Linked DNA regions of Ovis aries: region 2 is linked to region 1. Evidence: chromatin contacts called from public Hi-C data. All regions are on one chromosome and are shown on one strand. The core of a region is the stretch at or near the end of the contact, and the rest is flanking DNA. Distances in the headings are between cores, read along the strand shown. Region 1 overlaps FXYD6 (FXYD domain containing ion transport regulator 6). Region 2 has its middle 33 kb from the start of TMPRSS4.

Region 1 (2,874 bases), core at 59-2,558:
ATGAGGCCCAGGTATTAGTGGCTCAGATGGTTAAGAATCCACCTGCAATGCGGGAGACCCAGGTTTCATCCCTGGTCAGGAAGCTTCCCTGGAGAAGAGAATGGCAACCCAGTCCAGTATTCTGAAAAATCCCATGGAAAGAGGATCCTGGCGGGCTACAGTCCATAGGGTCACAAAGAGTCGGACTTGACTGAACAACTAACGCTTTGACTTTTCCAGGCATTCTGTGACCCCATAAAGGTCCCCTTCCGGCATGTCCTTTCTATGGAGGGGGCCTTCTCTTTCTTTGGGGATCCTGCCAGGACCCAGGCCTTGGTGATCCCTCTGGGCACATTTTTGATGAGCTGAATCCTAAGGAAGGCAAGCAGGTGGGATGCCAGGGAAGGGAAGCGAGGCCTTGGGGGCTGAGTGAGACAGAGATGAGGATGAGATGAAGATGTTTCCCTGTAATTTGGAGCTTGTGCATTTTAAAGGGAGGTTGTTTCTGAGTTATTTTCACAATAGAACTGGGTATTCTGATCTACCTCACTGCTTCATGGAATCAAAAATAATATAGCGTGATGCTATATCATCAGCTCGTGGCTTCTCTTTCTGAGCAGCTTTTACCCGGCAATTATGTGAAATTATGTGACTCAGTATGGAAAGATAATCACCAGAGAAACTCTTCTGATTGCTCTCTCCTGCACATGCAGAAAAGCAACTGTGCAGACGGCAGAGAGATCAGGGAAGGAAATTAACATGGACAGGCTGTTGCCACCCGAAGTGTCAGCTGTTCACCAGTGTCAAGATAAATGAGAGTGTGGAACGGAGCAGGAAAATGAGTGGAAACTGAATTGTTTCTCTGAAGGTGCTTCAGAGGAAGTACAAGGTGGCTGGTTCTGTTTTCCAGATGGGGAGGACAGTCTGAAAGATCTAGAGTTCCAGAGTACCCCACCCCCATCTAACAGTGAGGACTTTGCTGGAGCCCCATCCCGGGGGCCAGGTCCGCAGGCTCTCCCAGATAGGGGGGGTCCATGATCTCACATGTGCAGGTGGCTAATGTGATGTTCCTGAACCCCCTCTCCCAGCTCCACCCAACTCTGCCTTGCTCTTTCGGCTTCCAAAAATTCCCGCCCACTCTTCAATCTGCTACTTAGCCTCCGTGGCCTGGAAATGGAGTTTACCACGCCTGCCACCTCTCAACCTCCCCCAGTCCTCGGCCAGGCCAGCCTCGCCTCCTTTCTGGGAGAAAGGAATGTGAGGGGCAGTTGTGTGGGAGGGAGAGAAGAAAGAGATAGAGGTCCTCAGTGCAGCCATGAGAGAAAGACATTCTGTGTCCCTTCAGAGGCTCTGTCTGCGTCCTTGGCCACTCGACTCAGGGACAGTGCCAGAGGGACCAGCAAGGTTTTTAAAAATGGGTGTAGGGGCCAAGAGGGCCCCCCCAAGGAAGCTTATGCTGAGGTGTGGCTGGCGTAGTCCTGGCCTGGGCAGCAGCTTGAAGGAGGAGAGTTGGTCCCTTTCCAAATCTGTAACAGTCTTTCTCTCAGCTCACTGTAACTTGATCAGAAATGGTTTCTTTAGAATACAAAGACAGGTCCTTACTCTTTAGCCTGGCATGCAAGATCCTCTAGAGGCTGATTCCAGCTCTCTTATCAGAATTCTCGCCACCCACACTCTCATGCTTTGGACAACTCGATTGTTCACTGTTTTGGAAGGTATCTTATTCTCGAAATGGCAAATACTTGGCAGATGGCTCTCATGGCCCCTCCTGCGCTATGCAGACGTCACAGATGGATGAAGGCCCTCACATCTACCTGCCCTCATTCAGAAGCCTTCTGAGGAAGCCACTTCAGGTGGCCACTACTGAATGAAGTGCCTAGAGGTGCAACTTGAACTGAACTTGAAATTGAATACTGTTTGTGATCCCCGTTTTCCCTTCTCACTGCCTTTGCTCATGCTGTTTCCTCTGCCAGAATGCCTTTCCTTTTCTCTTTTCTTAGGCCTGTCCCTCAGAATCCCATCCTGCTTTCAAGGTTCAGCTGGAATGTCAGCTCCTCCATGGAAACAGCCCAGGTGCCCTGTTGTATTCCCTGCTCCCTCTTCTCTGCCCTGCCACGCTGGCTACTCCTTGAGTGTAGTCTCTGCCTCTTGTGAAGCTCTTTTCACATTTGCTGAAATATCTTGAGTCCTCTGCTTTCACACACTGCCCCCCGTCTTGCTTGCCTGTTTATCCCTTGCAGAACCTGGAATTGTATAACTCCGTTTAGGAATTCAGTGCGTACGTGTGTGGGGGCTGGGGATTTGCTTGAACTTAAGCATCTATGGCAGTAATTAGGTGGAGCTGTGGAGAGGTGTAGCGGTGACTAGTGGCCTGGGACCCTTGACCTGCGCCCTTCCTCCTCCCTGGAGGGGCCTTGCTTGCCTCATAACCCCTCTGCCAGCTAGAAGCAGTCCCAGCTGCTGCCCCTGTTCAGGGGAGGGAATCAGACAAAGGCTTGAATACTAGAAGGTTGGAATTACTGGGGAGTGTTAGATCTGCCCCCCAGAAGGGTGAAACGATAAAGAAAAACTGAGTTTACAGCTAATAGATCTCCATTAAAGAAAATTCCAAGATGTTCTCCAGGAATCAAGAAAAATGGCTTGATGGATGCCTGAGATTCAAAAGGAATCATAAATAGATGGGTTAGTAAATACATGGCATGAGTTATCTGTTGCAACATAACAGTAGCTTAAAACAACAAATGGTTATTATCTCGCACAGTTTCTGAGGGTCAGCAGTCAGGGAGGAGTGGAGCTGAGGGGTTATGCTTTGGGCCTTTGATGAGCTTGCAGTCAAACCGGCAGCAGCCAGGGGGACAGTCGGTGAAGGCTGGACGATCAAGCCTGCTTAATGGT
Region 2 (2,867 bases), core at 168-2,667, 220 kb before region 1:
GTGGGCTCTGGAGACCCGAATCAAATAAACTTGCTTGGACCCTGGCAGAGAGGTGGACCCTCAAAACTGAAGTCTCCCTGGGATGGATTTGTGCTGTGACAGAGGGACCCACTGAAGGCAGTGGGGACACCTAGGAGGGCGGGGTGAATTTGCCTGAGACTTGGGAGAAAGCTTCCTGCTGTTGGTGGTGTTTGCTGTGGGACTGAGCAACAGTGCAACAGGCTGAAATGTTAGGGAAAATGTATTCCTGGCTGGAGAAGGCCAAATCGTGGAGGCTTTTCCGAGCTGGCTAGACAGGTGGACATCCAAGGGAGGAGGCTGGCTGGTGGAGGCTACCAGGCTGGGGAATGATGGGCGCTTGTCTCTCTCTGATGAGAGAAGAGTCTTATTTGGGAGCCAGAGCAGACCCATGTTTTCTGGGGGCCTGAAGTTTCAATGGTTTTGCAGCCTTTCTTAAAGCAAGAATACAGAAATAAAACCAAAATTAGGTAGAGTGGCTTGGAGAGGTCCTTGCAGGTGAGGGACCTGATGTTTAAGCTTATTAGCTTTGTGTAAAAACCCGGCAGCAAATTGCTTTTGCTCTCTTTCCTTTCTCTCTTCCTCTGGGGAGCTCTGGACCCCTGAGCAGCTAGTCAAGACTGGATTCAGGAAACCCGAGTCTGTGGTCTCCTCTGGAGGCCGAGCTGCTTTGTCAGGGTAAAAGGAGGTCAGTGGGGGTGACTTTTCATACTGAGTCTATGCAAATGGTGCCCTGAAATTGTTCCAAGGGGTGGCCTTGAATCTAACTGTAACTCCTGTTAATGCTTTAAGTAATGCACAGGTGGGACTTCCCTGGTGGCTCACCGGTAACGAATCTGCCTGCCAATGCAGGAGCCCTGGGTTCGAGCCCTGGGTTGGGAAGATCCCCTGGGGAAGGAAATGGCAACCTGCTCCAGTATTCTTGCCTGGAGAATCCCATGGACAGAAGAGCCTGGTGGGCTCCAGTCCATGGGGTCACTAAAGAGCTGGACATGACTGAGCAACTTAACAATAACAGCAACGTCAGGTATGGAGGCTTTCTGCACTGGCCAGGTGCTTTCATCCTGCGTCGTTCTCACCCCATCCTGGTGAGGCAGGTAAACGGCTCCCTCCACCAAGGCTCACAGCTGGGCCTAAGGACACCTGGCTGAACCCCCGGCAGGTTGGGACCTCACACTCCCCTTGCCCTCGGTGCTTCTCTTTCACTACTGGTTCAACAGTATTTAAACCCAAGCTTGCCCTCTTGGCCCCCTGTACAGAGAACTGATTCACCATAGTAGTGAAACCACAAATGACTCGGCTGGCTTTGGTAGTCCCCCGCCCCTTCCTGCATCTGCTCTGGTGGTAAGGGCAGGCACAGGTAGGGTGGAGCTGACAGCTTTTTTCCTTCACCCTATCTGTACTGTGGTGAGAGAGGGTTCTCACCTTCACCCCCTTTCTGGGCTGTTGGGAGAGCTCACACCTGGGTAAAACCTCGATCTCAAGGCTCCACCCAGGCTGTGGATCTCTGAGACTCAACAGTGATTTGCCGAGGGGTCTGATGCCCGTGTTTCAGTCCTAGCCGGGGCAGGTAGGGGAGAGAGATGCCTGCTTATTCTAGTAGCTTTAGTCAAGCTGCACTGAGCATCCGCTGTGTTAGACACGGTGCTAGCCCCAGCAGGATAGAGCCAAATCAGCCACGCCCTTGTCCGCATGGCTCCCTTCAGCATCTACCTGTGCCAAGTACTTAGCTGGGCGGGGAGACATGGAGAAGGATGAACAGCTGTGAACCTGGGCATGGGAAGCTCACAGTCCAATTCAGGGTCTCAGCAGAGAACGGTAAAAGGCAGAACATAGTCTGTTCAAAACTGGGAAGGATACTTTCTCTGCTTTTGTACTCCAAGCTGGAGTGGGAGGCAGTGCCTTGACCTCAACTGATTTTTTTTTCTTGGCCCTTATGTGGCATTGATAAGCCAGCTTCTACCTCCTTTAAGCATCTCCTTCAAAGTGCATAGCAGAACCCAAGCTCCTGCTTTCCAAAATGGCAAGAGTCAGAAATGGGAGAATGAAATGAGTCAAAGGAATGTTCCTGCTCCCAAGGAAGTGCTTTTACAGGGATTTAGAGGAAATGGGAATGAACTGGAGGAGTCAATGAAACAATTTCCTCCCAATGGTGCAGGAAGGATTGGGAGGCTCTTGTCTGGGGTTCAGTTCAGTACCCATCAGAGGAAAAGAGAGGTGGGAGTCATCCAAGTAGTCAGATGTTTCTAGATGTTTCCAGGCCAGATCCAGAAAAACCCCAAAGCCTCTGAACTTGTAACCACACAAAGCAGCTCTGGTTTATCCTATTTTCTGCAACCTGCAAGAATCCACTTGTGGTTGTGACCAGGAAACAGAGGGGGAGAGGGTTTGAGGGGGCTCTGAGGTAGAAGGACCCCTGGCTGCTCAGAATGAGTTCCTGCCACTGTACGCATGTTAGCTGTTTCCTCTCCTCCCTGCAAAGGTCTGGCAGAGAGCAACACGAAGACTCAAAATGTAACAACCAACTTGACCTTGAAATTTCCCAGCAGCTGCAGGAGCCCAGAGACAGCAGGGGTGGCTGATGGTTCGTGTGGGCGGCTGGGTGTTGGGTCACCTGGGCCGTGTGTGACTTCTGGCTCATCTGAGCAGAGACCTGGCTTTGTTTGGGCAAGGGCCTTGGCATAAGCTCCCCTGGCTGACCTGGCAGCACCCCTTCCTGACAGGCTTTGGAGCTTGGGAACCTCTGGGATACTCCTTGGGAGAAGGAAGATGCTCTGTGATTCCCCGAAGGCTCATGTGAGCCTTGCATAGATGGTGTGAGGTGCATACCGCTCATGAGTTCTTCATTT

The links. Hi-C and Micro-C count contacts between places; a contact is called where the count stands out from the background.
Region 2: a contact with region 1 is called in a Hi-C map of mixed tissues, with 2.9 times the contacts expected there. The contact joins two enhancer-like sites. A contact is called at or near these places in 8 of 16 Hi-C or Micro-C datasets (blood, hypothalamus, liver and 3 more).

Annotation. Positions count from the first base shown.
Region 1 is chr15:28,241,630-28,244,503 of ARS-UI_Ramb_v3.0, reverse strand. The region is part of intron 1 of FXYD6 (FXYD domain containing ion transport regulator 6); the gene reads left to right. Among named protein-coding and RNA genes, the nearest start is that of FXYD6, 18 kb to the left of the region's middle. Within about 2 kb of position 1,308, at least 11 of the 54 cell types and tissues checked have an H3K27ac peak or open chromatin away from gene starts, as enhancers often do. A contact at or near this core is called in hypothalamus, where this site is marked.
Region 2 is chr15:28,466,686-28,469,552 of ARS-UI_Ramb_v3.0, reverse strand. No RefSeq gene overlaps it. Among named protein-coding and RNA genes, the nearest start is that of TMPRSS4, 33 kb to the left of the region's middle. Within about 2 kb of position 1,417, at least 6 of the 54 cell types and tissues checked have an H3K27ac peak or open chromatin away from gene starts, as enhancers often do. A contact at or near this core is called in hypothalamus, where this site is marked.